Regions from separate parts of the Mus musculus genome. Here regions 1, 3 and 4 are each linked to region 2. The links are chromatin contacts, called in public HiChIP or PLAC-seq and promoter capture Hi-C maps. All regions are on one chromosome and are shown on one strand. The core of a region is the stretch at or near the end of the contact, and the rest is flanking DNA. Distances in the headings are between cores, read along the strand shown.

Region 1 (2,974 bases), core at 348-2,847, 1.7 Mb after region 2:
ATAAACTCTGTAATATGTTCTCTACTCCCATTTCCTGGATCCTCACTTGGCCTCTCCTCTTTGGGTGGGAGTGGAGGGCCCTTAGGAACTAGCAAGTCACCGATTAGAAAGAAGAAAGATGTGTTTTGGGTTTCTTATGTTTTCTGGGACTTCTGATCTGTCCGATCTATGACAATAGTATCCAAGCCTCAGGTTCCTCGTCTGAATTAAAGGGACTCTTTTAGAGTGCGGAGGGTTAAATGAGAATCATGTATGTATAGCCCCTCCCACAGCACCAGACAGGACAAGTATGCTGTGATTATTAATCGAGGTGCTCACAACAAAATAAGTTGGAGTTCAGTGTGGCTAAGCAACTTGCCAAGGTCACACATCCGCTAAGGGGCAGATCTGGGCTAGAAACACAGGCAGCCAAATGGCAACCTCCTTTCCTTACCTCCACCTGAGCAGTGCCCAAACTACTTGATTTCCATTTCAGCGCAAACCCTGAGCCCAGGCGCGAAGTCTACCTGCTCTGGTTGGGATTTTTCCATGGGGGTGGGGGTGGGGAGGGAGAGATGTTGGAATGCACACAAACACCCACGCAAGGTTCATGGTGATTTCATTAACTGGGGACCCTGTTTCCCTGAGCCCCAATAGTACCCTTGCCCCCAGCCCCATCACTGAGCTTAGGGTTGCTCTACTTTGTGTGAACAGAACTGGGCAGCGTTGGGCCGGCAAATACCACGTGACAGTCTTACTTGGCCCCTTCCTCTTTCTCTTCTCCACCCCACCTCCTTCTTGCCGCCCCTCCCCAATTCAGCAGCAAAGACCTTTTCTCTCCAGGCCCAGGGCACAAACTCTGCACTTCCGATGGAAACAAGCGCTGAATAGATTTAGCAGGTTCTGATAAATGTCACGTTTATTTTGGTGCCAATAGAGTCACTGAATCTTAATTAAGACCCGACCCCCACCCTGCCCCAGATGTTGGTACTGATGGGAACGCCACACGCCACAGACTCCACTGACACCCGGAAAACAAGGTTCCTGTAAGGTTCCTGTAAGCCAGTGCTGGGGAGTGGTGCTGGGCTTGGCCCTGTCCACACAGGGACACTTTTTAAGGGGGCTTGTTCCAGCAAAATCTTTCTGATGCCTCTTTTCCAGTTTTAGTTTCCTCATCTTAAGGAAAAAGAGAACCTGCCCTTTCCACCCTAGGGCACTTCCCGGCTGGGGGCTGAGAGCCACAGGGACATTCTAAGCCTGTTTGCTGATTCTAATTGATTCCAAGCCGCAGGCCCGGGGGAATAGGCATGGGGGGGCGGGGGGGGGGGAGTTGGCTGGGAGAGCGGAGCTGCTACGTGGGCGGAGCTGAACTGGGTGGCTGAGCCAGCAGCTTCTAGCCTGCCAGAGAGTGAAAGCACACAGATTCCAGCCCCTTGTCCAGAAAGCTCCACCTAGGATAAGGAACCCAGGCCTTGGAGGGAGGAGGATGTTGGAAGGGGCGGGGCCAGAAGCATAGGCCATCTTTTCATTTGACTCCGGGTAACTGGAGTGAAAGACAAAAGACACAGACAAACCTGACTCTTAGCGCGCTCCCTGCCACCCCCGCCCCGTGCAAGCAGCTTCAGAAGCCTCTGGGCAGGAGAACACGTGAGGTGATGGATGCTCCGGAGTGAGGCGCATCCCTCCTACTCACGGAAGACTAAAAACTCTCTCTGCGTTTTGCTGAGCCTAGGTGTTCTCCCAGGGTTCCTTCTATAGATTTTATGTTCTCGACGTTTTTCTTTGGGTCACAGTTATGAACCAAAGGCTGCAACTGTATAGTTGGAGTGAGGAGATGGCTATAGGAAGGAGGAAGTACCAGAGGGAGACTTGGGAGAAAGTTCTTCATCTGCCTGTGGTAGGACTTGGTAGGAGATGGGGAGTGGAGAGGGCGGCTAGTGTGCTCAGAGGGTGGTCACAGGAAACAAGAAAGGGGAAGTCTGCAGAGGGAAGCAGTTTAGGGGGCGTGGTCAAGAGAGTTGCCATTGTTAGTAGTGGGAGCCCTTTGTGCTGAGCACCTCCGGGGTACTGAAATTCCCACTAGCACCAGTGGTTATCACAGGACAGAGACAGCAGCCGCATCTTCTACAGAGCTGATCTAAAAATTGGCCAGGGGAGGCATCCAGGACTTAAATTGAATACCTGTTTCAGAAGTTTGCTGAGGCAAAAAGAAGCAAGAAGATCTGGTCCGTGATCATTATCGCTACATTTGACTTGAGCTGACTTCTGTCTGAAGCTTTGCAGTGGCCACCTCGTCCCAGCAACGACTGCCTCTGCAACATATTGTCTTCAATTTAGGGTGTTTTTCATGCTATATTGTAACGACCTGTGATAGACTGAGCACCATCTCCACGTGCTTTTAACCCTTAACCCTAGGCCTTCTCTCCAGCCCCAAGATGACTAATTTTTTTTTTAAATAAAAGACTACATCAACTTTATATTTCTGATGATTAGGCGGAATGTGACCATTACAAAACATTTAGAATCTAAATTTAAAAAAAAAAAGACATCCAAGAAAACAAATTCACATGCCCTTCTACCAGATTATACAATATAAACTTCCCCTGAAGTCAAAATTATGACACAAACAGAGCTTTATTCCCTCCTTCTACTTTCAACGATGAGTCATAAACACTTTATCTGTGGCAGTAATTATTTAACCCACACAATTTGATGGTTGCATGGCTTCTGCCTCGTGGACGCCTCTGTTTGACCAGCTCAACCCCTTATGACTCAGACCCTTAGACCATTTCCATCTTTCCCCAATTATCCATAACAGCGCAGTGGCGAGCGTCCTTCTTACAGGTTTTCCTTAGGTTAAATTTTTGAAAGCAGGATTATAGAGTCAAAACTGGGGATGCAGCTTAGTGGTAGAATATTTATGTAGCATGTGTGAAGCCCCGAGTTCAACCCTCAGCACCACACAGACACAGATATTACAGGGCCAGGCTGGATA
Region 2 (2,774 bases), core at 70-2,569:
ATAGATTATGATCTCTGATTATCCTTGCTTTTAACCCAGGAAACAGAGGCAAAGACACTGTGTGACTGTACAGCCTCAGGCCTGGCCCCTGTCCTTATTACATGCAAGAGCTGGTTCGATTTGATAGAGGAAGGTAGTCTTCTGCATCCTGGATGCCAGAGTGGGGACACAGGAAGCTCTTGCCTTTGGGCTTGAATAACTTCCCTGAGAAGGCTGGAACCAGGGAAGGATGAAGAGAGGGAGGAGATCCTCACAGCAGTACTGGTTTGTTTTAAGTTTACAGAGGTAGAGGCAGGGGGTTAGAAAGCCAAGGTCATCCTTCGCTACAAGATATGAGAAAGGGAGAGAGAGAGAGAGTGAGAGAGACCTTTAAGCGAAGAAGTAGATACCACAGTGGATTAGTATATAGATGTATATGTATGAGCATATATGTATGTGTATATGTATATAGATATATATGTGTATGTTTGCAAGGTCTTCTGTGACCTCTCTTAGGATTGACACAGAATAAGATGGCTTCGAACTCCAGATTCTCCTACCCTAACCTCCCATGTGCTGGGAGTGTGCCACCACCCCCAGCTCTGCACCACTGAGAAAAAAAGACATTTATTTATTTTTATTTAATGTGTATGTTTGTGTGCTACGTATGCATACAGTGTCCGTGGATACCAGAAAGGGCATCATCAGATTCCCTGGAAGCATTATAGGTGGTTAGAGGTTGCCAGGGGAGACAGTGCTAAACCCAGATCCTCTGGAAGTGCTCTTAACTGATGAACCACCACTCCAGGCTCTATCTCTGTCTCTTTGTCTCTCTTCCTCCCCATCTTTTCCCTTCCTTCTCCCTCCCCCTCCCTCCGTCCCTCTGTCCTTCTCTCCTTCTCACTTGCTCTCTGTATTGATAAGTTAATGATTAGATGCAGGGTGGAGTGGCAATGAGGCTGATCACACCAAAATAAGCATGTCCAGGAGCAAGTCCTACCCCTAGTCCGAGTCCTTGAAGCACCATGTTATAGGGCACTCGGCAGGGGGCGTGCTCGGACAGTGCGGGGCTATGTCCCGGGTTGGCAGGGTTCTGGAGCCGCTAGGGCGGGGTAAAGTCAGATTTAAATTCCGCTCAGCCATCAGGCAGTGAGAGCAGAGGGTGGGCGGGTTCTGTCTCAGGAGCAACCAATAGCAATGAGGGGGCAGAGCCTTTGGTACGCATGGGAGACATCCAGCCAATGGGATTGCTGGGGCGGGGCGGCGAGCCAATAGAGCGGGCTGGTTTGATTCAAAGATGCCTATAAAAACTCAGACTACCACCGTAGACAAGTGGATCGGTTCTGGGCACTGCCATGGCTGCTCGCTTCGAGCTGTTGGACGACCTTCCCGCGGCCTGCCTGTCTCCGTGCGGACCGCCCAACCCCACGGAGCTGTTCAGCGAGGCGCGGCGTCTGGCTCTCGAGCAGCTGCTGGCCGGTGGTCCCGACGCCTGGGCCGCCTTCTTACGGCGTGAGCGGCTGGGCCGCTTCCTCAACGCCGACGAGGTGCGCGAGGTTCTGGGCGCTGCCGAGCGGCCGGGCGAGGATGGGGCGGCGGTAGCGGAGGACTCGTTCGGCTCCTCTCACGAATGCTCGTCGGGCACCTACTTTCCGGAGCAGTCGGACCTGGAACCGCCGGCGTTGGAGCTCGGCTGGCCTTCCTTCTACCAGGGTGCCTACCGCGGTGCCACGCGTGTCGAGGCTCATTTCCAGCCCCGCGGCGCGGGCGCCGGAGGCCCGTATGGCTGCAAGGATGCGCTGCGCCAGCAGTTGCGCTCCGCCCGAGAGGTGAGCGGCCCCCTGGCAGCGGGTAGGGGAGGAGCATCGGCCTTCTGAAAATTGAGTCATGTCGTAGTTCCAACTTCTGTTATTGGTACCCCTGGAACAGAGCGACTGTTAGTTCAAACCAAAGTGGATTGCAGAATTCCAGGGACGTCAGCTGACATTAGGTCTCACTTTCAGGAGCTAAGTAAAAGCTTAGTTTTACCCAAAAGATGATACCCGGAGACCATGGGGAGATCTGTAATTACCACTTTTCCACGCTTCTTAATGTTGTAGACAGATAAATTCGAGCAGTCGGTTTATCTCTTTCACTTCTGTGAGTGAGTCTGGTGGGAGATATTTTTAACCCACAGTGCCTGGGACTGTTCCAAGTAGCATTGATCCAAAATGCAAATATTTGTGCTTTAGATAAGCCACTGGTTACAATGGGTTTTTATCTTAGCTAGTGTCAGACTGCCCGATTGGCCTGGGGTGGAGTATAGAGTCTGGCCTGCCATAGATCAGGGAGAAAGGGCTCCACTTGGGAGGGTGTGGCTACAAGTTTGCATGCTGGTGAACACTGCTCCATTCCCAGACCTTTTGACTGCCTGGAACATGACGGGCAAAGCCTCAGACCATGTCAAGACTTAGTAGGCCTGGCACCGCTATATGTTAGGGTGCGGATCAGGTTGACATCACCAAGTCTAGGAGCAAGTTTGCGTTCTGTTTTTGTCTTTTGTTTTTTGTTTTCCTCTCTGCAAGACAAGGTCACTGTAACCCAGGCTTACCTGGAACTTACAGGCTTCAATTTCAGGCAATCCTCCTGCCTCTGCCTTCCTAGTGCCAAAGCCAAAGTTCTGATGCTGGTTCTGTACCTGACAGGCAGGACTTTGAGGATAAGAGTGTAGGTGACCAAGCTGTTCAGGGAATAGTATGGCTATGGCTGGATTCATGTTAATCCTGTGAGCTTTGGGTGGGCTGAGGGTCCGTTTG
Region 3 (3,175 bases), core at 323-2,822, 1.9 Mb after region 2:
AGATGTACCCATCTGCTCCTGAGGCACATGCCACCTTATCTGGCCTCCTTGGGTCTCTTGGAACTTTCTAAAATGTCTGAGAGTTCCACATCTGTGTTTTTGTCCTTGGGTTGAGGGATCTGAGAGTAGCCTCTCACAATCCTTCGACTGACTGTGTATCAGGTAGTAATGTCCAACTGACTCCTTCATTCTAAGAGTTCTGTCCAGAGATGCTAGAGTTCGTTCTCAAACTCTCTATGTATTTATAATTCACCAGGTTAATAGATGAGAGGTAGGACTGGGTGTTTATGAATCAAATAAATGTATTTACTAACAGGGAGAGACACTGGACACCAAAATAGCAAAACCATTCAGAGCTATTTGGTGTATCTCTTTTTTTTTTTTTTTTTTTTTTTTTTAGATTTATTTATTTATTATATGTAAGTATACTGTAGCTGTCTTCAGACACTCCAGAAGAAGAGGGCGTCAGATTTTGTTACAGATGGTTGTGAGCCACCATGTGGTTGCTGGGATTTGAACTCTGGACCTTCAGAAGAGCAGTCGGGTGCTCTTACCCACTGAGCCATCTCACCAGCCCCTTGGTGTATCTCTTTAACCGCCAGCAATGGCTTTAGGAGCATAGATGCCTGTGGGTTTAGGATGAGACGGGTTTATTAGCATCCAATAATTGAAATCTGTATATGAAACAAGTGAATTTTGACCTGGGTCTCATCCTTAAGATATTTTATTTCTCTCTCTCCCTCCCTCTTTTTTTTTTTTTTTTTTGAGATAAGGTCTCATTTTTGTAGTCTTAGCTGGCTTTGATCTCAGAGGCCTGCTTGTCTCTGCCTGAGTGCTGGAATTAAAGATTCCCATCACTGATTACTAATAATACCCAACCTGATACCTTATTTTTACAAACACACCCCCACATACCGTCATTCTCCAAAATCTAGGGGTGAAAAAAATGAAAATGGAAAAAAATCACATGTTTTGGGAAATGGATGTTCAACTAATATTTTCGAAAGGTTCGGAAATGTTTATTGAATATGCTTGTGTTCAGACACCCAAGTCCCAGATAGATAGAGACTACTGATTTAATCTATGTAGGAAGTCAGTGGCATAAAACACTTGGTGGTGTGACTGGCAAGTTTTTAGATTAGCTAACCAGTTTGACCAGAAACTGTAAGACACCCTACACACTAGATCATTCCTGAAGATTTACGAAAATACACAAATTTAAACTTCCTAGTGAAGAGAAAAGGCCTTAAGACCTTGAAAAAGACAATTGCTGTATTCTGTAGCCTGACCTGAGCTCACTAACTTTAGACAGCTCGCTGGAAAAGCCTCACTGTGAAAGCCAAGGTGATGACGATAGAAAGTAGTTTTTTTTTTTTTTTTTTTTTATTGTGGGGTTTCAAGGAAACTAAGGCCTGTGGTCCCTACCTCTAGTTTCCTTTTCTCTGTTGGTCCTCCTAGGATTTCCTCCCTTTGGTTATAAAACTCCTCCAAATAAGTCAAGAGTGTTTGACTTACTAGTGCAAACTGATAAGTAAGTACTGGTAGGCAGGACATTGCTGCCTTGCCCTGGACTTCCCCCTGGCCGCCTCTGCACAGGACATGAGTTGGCTGAAGCACAGAATTGCAGCCGCTGTTAAGGACCTGCCATTTCAACTCTGACTCAACAGTTTCTTTTTGTTTCCGGGAGCTCAACTTTTCCCACAAAGTACTACGATGATTGCTGGGAACCTACACACCCTCCACCACTCCGGTGCTATAGCTGTTACTTAATCCTTCCACAGCCCATTTAAAACAAATCAAGTAGGTTCTTTGTGGGTGGGACAAAGCCAGTGCAGTGCAAAGGCTCCCCACCCAAAATAAGAACACTATTGGGGAATATTTAGTTTATGAAAACAAACATACCAGGGAACACATTCCTTAAAATTTCCTTATCTATTTTTATTTTTTGTTTTGAGATGCTGATTTTGTAGCTGAGACCAGTTTCAAATGCACAATCCTCCTTTCCCAGCCTTCCGAATGCTACAATTATAGGCTACTGCTACCTTGTCTTTTTGCCCCCATTTGTTTGTTTGTTTGTTTGTATTCCCCTCCATTATATTTGAATCATGTTGCTGTTTTGCTGGCAACTCTTGTTCAGACTGAGTGGGGAAAACAGGAAACACCTTACTCAAAAAATCCTTTTCCAACACAGAATCTTGAGTGTGCTGAGGAAGAGCTACACCACCTATTTGCCTTTTAGGTTATGTCTTCTAAGCTGATAATGTACCTGTAGCACAAGTTTGTTTTGTGATGTATTCCCTATGTTTCATACAGTCTGGTTGAGCAATACTACCCATTATGAGATGAGATGTCTCTCAATTATTACAATGAGTAGGCTTCTGGTTAAGTTTTAGATTTCTGTAATAAATTTTAATTCTTTTGAATTATTATTAGTACTTACATAGTTGTAAGTGTGAGATATTAATCTCATTTAGAATGCAGCAAAATGCTATTGTGGCATAAATTGTTTCTATATAATATTATAAAGTTGATTTTTTTTTTTTTGAGAAAAGATAGAAATTGGCCCTAGGAGTGCAATATTCTCTTTGAATATTTTGTAGATTAAGCTTTTAAGTACTTTTCTTTCACTGTCAGTTATGATCTATCTGAGGACACAAAATCACTTCCAGGATTTATTAACTATTGTAGTGGCTTTCCTTGTGAACCACAGGCTTTTTTGGACAGTCTTTACATATACTTACTTGCTGCCTAACCCACCCTCACCTCATGCTGTGGAATGATTAGACTTTCCTGAAAGAAGTGAGTTCCTGGTGCTATTCCCAGTGTTTCAGGTGCATGTGTACCTGTATTTCACTCTGAATACACTAGTGCTCCAAAAGTGCTTTTCTGGCTGGGAGGCTGGCTCAGTGGGTAAAGTACCTGCTGTACCAGCCTGGTGTCTTAAGGATGTTTTTTTAGAACCACATCAAAGTAGCACACTTGTCTGCAATTGTAGCGTGTCCCTGTGGTGAGAGGGGAAGTGGAGACGAGAATGGATGAGTCCGTGCCAGCTAGCCTCTATATATATATATAGCAGTGAACAAAGAGACCTTATCTCAAAATAAGATGGAAGGCAAGGACTGACACCTAAGGCTCTGACCTTCCATGGGTACTGTTGTACACATACAACCCCACA
Region 4 (2,879 bases), core at 31-2,530, 2.0 Mb after region 2:
CAGTCAGTCTATCTCAACTCCCCAGTCCCTCAGGACAAAGTTCCTCAGTGGTATACAGAATTCGGACGTTCTTGAGACCACCCTCAAGGGAAATAGCGCATCTGTCACTATTTGCCTGGCAAAGCGAAGGTGGCCCAGGTGGGTGGGTTGTCCAAACCCATACATCACAAATTCTAGTCTCAGGAATCCCAGGGGAGCTTTCCTGCAAGGGGATGTTGTGTGGGACTTCTCACCTCTGAAATGCAGATGCTGTCCAGAGCTGCAGGGTAGCTGTCCAACTAACTGTCTGCTCATCATTGGCCAGACGGCAGGATCAAGGGATGCCCTCGGGTTTACCCGTGCTGTTCAGAGAACGGCTTTTGGAAGATTGATTTTAAGTTATTTAACAGTCACAGACAGGTGTCATGTCTGGAGAATAGAGGCAAAGTCCGCGGTGAGGGATGAAGCAGGAGAGATAGGGGAAGGCAAGACAGGACTGCTGGGCCACGAAGCTGTGCTGATTTGAAGCACAGTGGGAATTCACGTACGCAATTTCAAAGGCTTTAGTGGTAAATTCTGAAGCTCAGATGCAGGCAAGACCCAAGAGGATAGTGTACACAGAGAGAAGAGGGGTCCTCAGGATCGTGCGTAGAGTGGAGAGAGCCCCAAAGGCAGGAGGGAAGAGCCTCAGTGGATTACTTAGGGATGAGGGAGAGAAGAAAAAAGGTTCTTGCAAGGTGTGGGGTCTTCCAAATTCAGGAGTTCACTGCCATATAGAGAAGGTGTAGCGGGTGAAAGGGGCCATGTGATGAGGATGGCAAGCAAGGCTGTGGCGCAGATGACGAGATGCCTGGGTCGGGAGGTCAGGGGAGACCCAGGATTGGGGTCACCTGTGTCTGCGCAGAGGGGAAGCCACCCTGCAACTGGCCCAGCACTGAGTCCAGAGGAAAATGAGGCAGAGGACAAACCAGAGCTTCGGAGACTAAGTGCAGGTAGGGCGCGGGCGGAGCGTGAGGAGGGCAGCGGACCACGCGAGAGGCCTCGAAGGCCACCGGACCCGCGTCCGAGAGTCTGAGGGCCCTGCCCACACCTGCGTGGCCCCCTCCCCAGAGGCCACACTCCAAGGCCACCCTAGAACCCGTCTGTCTGCTCAAGCCCTTGCAAAAGACGTCTGCGCAGAGGGGGCGTGGCAGGCGTGCTGTCACTCACGGCCTGTTAGCCAATCCACGAGTGCGCCCCTCCCCGGAGAGGGTGCGCGGAGGGCCCGCCCCCGCCGCCACCGCGGGTGTGAGGAGGCCAGGCTGGCGCGGCTCCCTCCGCCCGGCAGCCTTGCCAGGTAACCGGGTTCGGCGGGAGGGCTGGGGGTCGCGCAGCCCCCTCGCTCCCTGGGAGGCGTGCACACTGCCGCGGCGGGTCCCGTGTGGGCCGGAGGCCCGTGCGCGCGTCGGACCGACGGGCCGCAGCCTGTGGGCGGGGTTGCGTGCGTGACGGGCGGCCGTGCCCCGCGTTGTGTCAGGCCTGCGCGGGGAAAGCTCGGCCGAACCGAGGTGTCCAGGTCCGCCCGCTGCGGCCTGCCCCGGGTTGCGGGGCGCAGGCGCGGCGGTGGGCGGGGGTCGTCCCCAGGAGCGTCTTTGTTCCCGGCGCGCTGAGGGCGGAGCCTCACCCCGCCCCGCCCCCGCGCTCAGTCCCCGCCCCGCGTCCGCCCGCAGGAGCTGCCACCGGGTCCCGCTCGCCTCCCCGGCCGCCGCCACCGCCTCCGCCTCCGCCGCTCCGGGCCCGCCGGCTTGCGTCGCCGAGGTCGCTGCAGCATGGCGGGCGTCGCGACCCCCTGCGCCAACGGCTGCGGGCCTGGCGCACCCTCCGAAGCCGAGGTGCTGCACCTCTGCCGCAGCCTCGAGGTGGGCACCGTCATGACTTTGTTCTACTCCAAGAAGTCGCAGCGGCCAGAACGGAAGACCTTCCAGGTCAAGTTGGAGACGCGCCAGATCACATGGAGCCGCGGCGCGGACAAAATCGAGGGGTCCAGTAAGTGCGCCCCACTCCGGCCTGCCTCGCGCCTGCCCGCCTCCCAAACACTTGGGCAAACTTTCGGGCCTCGCGCCTGGCGCCCCGTCTCCGCCCAGTCCCTGGTGGTCACTCTGGGGCGGGTGGAGGGGGGCATCCGGGTCTTGGATCACCTGATAGGACACCCCCTCCCCCAGTAGGGGGGGAGTGTTCCAGGCACTTTGCCCTGAGGCCTAAGAGTCCTCACTGGTTGGACAAGTGGAGTGGGATTCCGGCCCTTAGCATCGGGCGGCTGTCAGTGGCTGTGAGGGGAAGCCAAGACAGGGACCCCCTCATCCAACCTGAGAACCTGGGGAACCGACAAGATCTTCCTGCCCACTGCCATTTCTCCAGAGTGTGCTGTCTGTGAAAACTCCTAAGAGCTCCGGGATGGGCTTATTGGCGCAAGAACCTTTGGAATCCTCATGTAGAACTTAGGCAGATGTTGGGGTAGGGCTGGTTGTGGAGCAGAGCGGGCCTACTCATCTCCCTCTTCTTTGGGAGGATGGGGTATGAAAGCTAAAACCGTGACTGCTTCCCCCTCCCCATGTCCCGTGGATGGTTTTTTTTTTTTTTTTTTTTTTTGCCCCAGATCTGAATTTTGGAGGTCCATGGTGCTAGGCAGCCATCCAAAGCTAGAGCCAGGGCTCCTTTGCCCTTGCAGCATATAACAAGGAGCTTGCATTCAGAAAGGTTCCCTGGCCTTGGGTTTTGAGGTCCAGCCCTTTGTGTTGGATGTTCTCGTGACCACAGGGTAGCCCAGAGTTGCTCCTCTGGTTTCCTGTCGTAGCCTTCCCAGACCTGAGTGTGGTGGGTTTACACACAAGTCTCTGGTGGGAGAAGTAAGTCAGGAGTTT

What was found. Promoter capture Hi-C pulls out the DNA fragments that hold promoters and counts their contacts. HiChIP or PLAC-seq counts read pairs in DNA pulled down with a chosen protein or histone mark.
Region 1: a contact with region 2 is called in an H3K27ac HiChIP or PLAC-seq map of embryonic stem cells, with 8 times the contacts expected there. The contact joins the enhancer-like site here to the promoter of Fam83d in region 2. A contact is called at or near these places in 4 of 39 promoter capture datasets (cranial neural crest, embryonic stem cells, hippocampal neurons and 1 more) and 4 of 115 datasets of contacts at active chromatin or transcription factors (astrocytes and embryonic stem cells).
Region 3: a contact with region 2 is called in an H3K27ac HiChIP or PLAC-seq map of embryonic stem cells, with 13 times the contacts expected there. The contact joins the enhancer-like site here to the promoter of Fam83d in region 2. A contact is called at or near these places in 6 of 39 promoter capture datasets (the 3T3-L1 cell line, cranial neural crest, frontonasal cranial neural crest and 3 more) and 6 of 115 datasets of contacts at active chromatin or transcription factors (the 230-238 cell line, astrocytes, embryonic stem cells and 3 more).
Region 4: a promoter capture Hi-C map of hematopoietic stem and progenitor cells shows a contact between it and region 2, with 5 times the contacts expected there. The contact joins the promoter of Plcg1 here to the promoter of Fam83d in region 2. A contact is called at or near these places in 14 of 39 promoter capture datasets (the 3T3-L1 cell line, the C10 cell line, HPC-7-derived erythroid cells and 11 more), 1 of 15 datasets of contacts at CTCF or cohesin (large pre-B cells), 7 of 115 datasets of contacts at active chromatin or transcription factors (cardiomyocytes, embryonic forebrain, embryonic midbrain and 4 more) and 1 of 9 other capture datasets (macrophages).

Annotation. Positions count from the first base shown.
Region 1 is chr2:160,450,229-160,453,202 of GRCm38.p6, forward strand. No RefSeq gene overlaps it. Among named protein-coding and RNA genes, the nearest start is that of Gm34980, 77 kb to the left of the region's middle. Within about 2 kb of position 1,598, at least 176 of the 459 cell types and tissues checked have an H3K27ac peak or open chromatin away from gene starts, as enhancers often do. A contact at or near this core is called in embryonic stem cells, hippocampal neurons and neural stem cells, where this site is marked.
Region 2 is chr2:158,766,780-158,769,553 of GRCm38.p6, forward strand. It overlaps Fam83d (family with sequence similarity 83, member D), which reads left to right and starts at 1,320. Exons shown (of 4, transcript NM_027975.2): 1 at 1,320-1,808. The coding sequence starts at 1,335.
Region 3 is chr2:160,698,844-160,702,018 of GRCm38.p6, forward strand. The region is part of intron 9 of Top1 (topoisomerase (DNA) I); the gene reads left to right. Among named protein-coding and RNA genes, the nearest start is that of Gm52567, 30 kb to the right of the region's middle. Within about 2 kb of position 1,573, at least 97 of the 459 cell types and tissues checked have an H3K27ac peak or open chromatin away from gene starts, as enhancers often do. A contact at or near this core is called in astrocytes and embryonic stem cells, where this site is marked.
Region 4 is chr2:160,730,030-160,732,908 of GRCm38.p6, forward strand. Plcg1 (phospholipase C, gamma 1) reads left to right here and starts at 1,281. Exons shown (of 34, transcript NM_021280.3): 1 at 1,281-1,315; 2 at 1,689-2,004. The coding sequence starts at 1,788. It overlaps Gm52567 (a long non-coding RNA gene), which reads right to left and starts at 718. Exons shown (of 2, transcript XR_003954082.1): 1 at 1-718.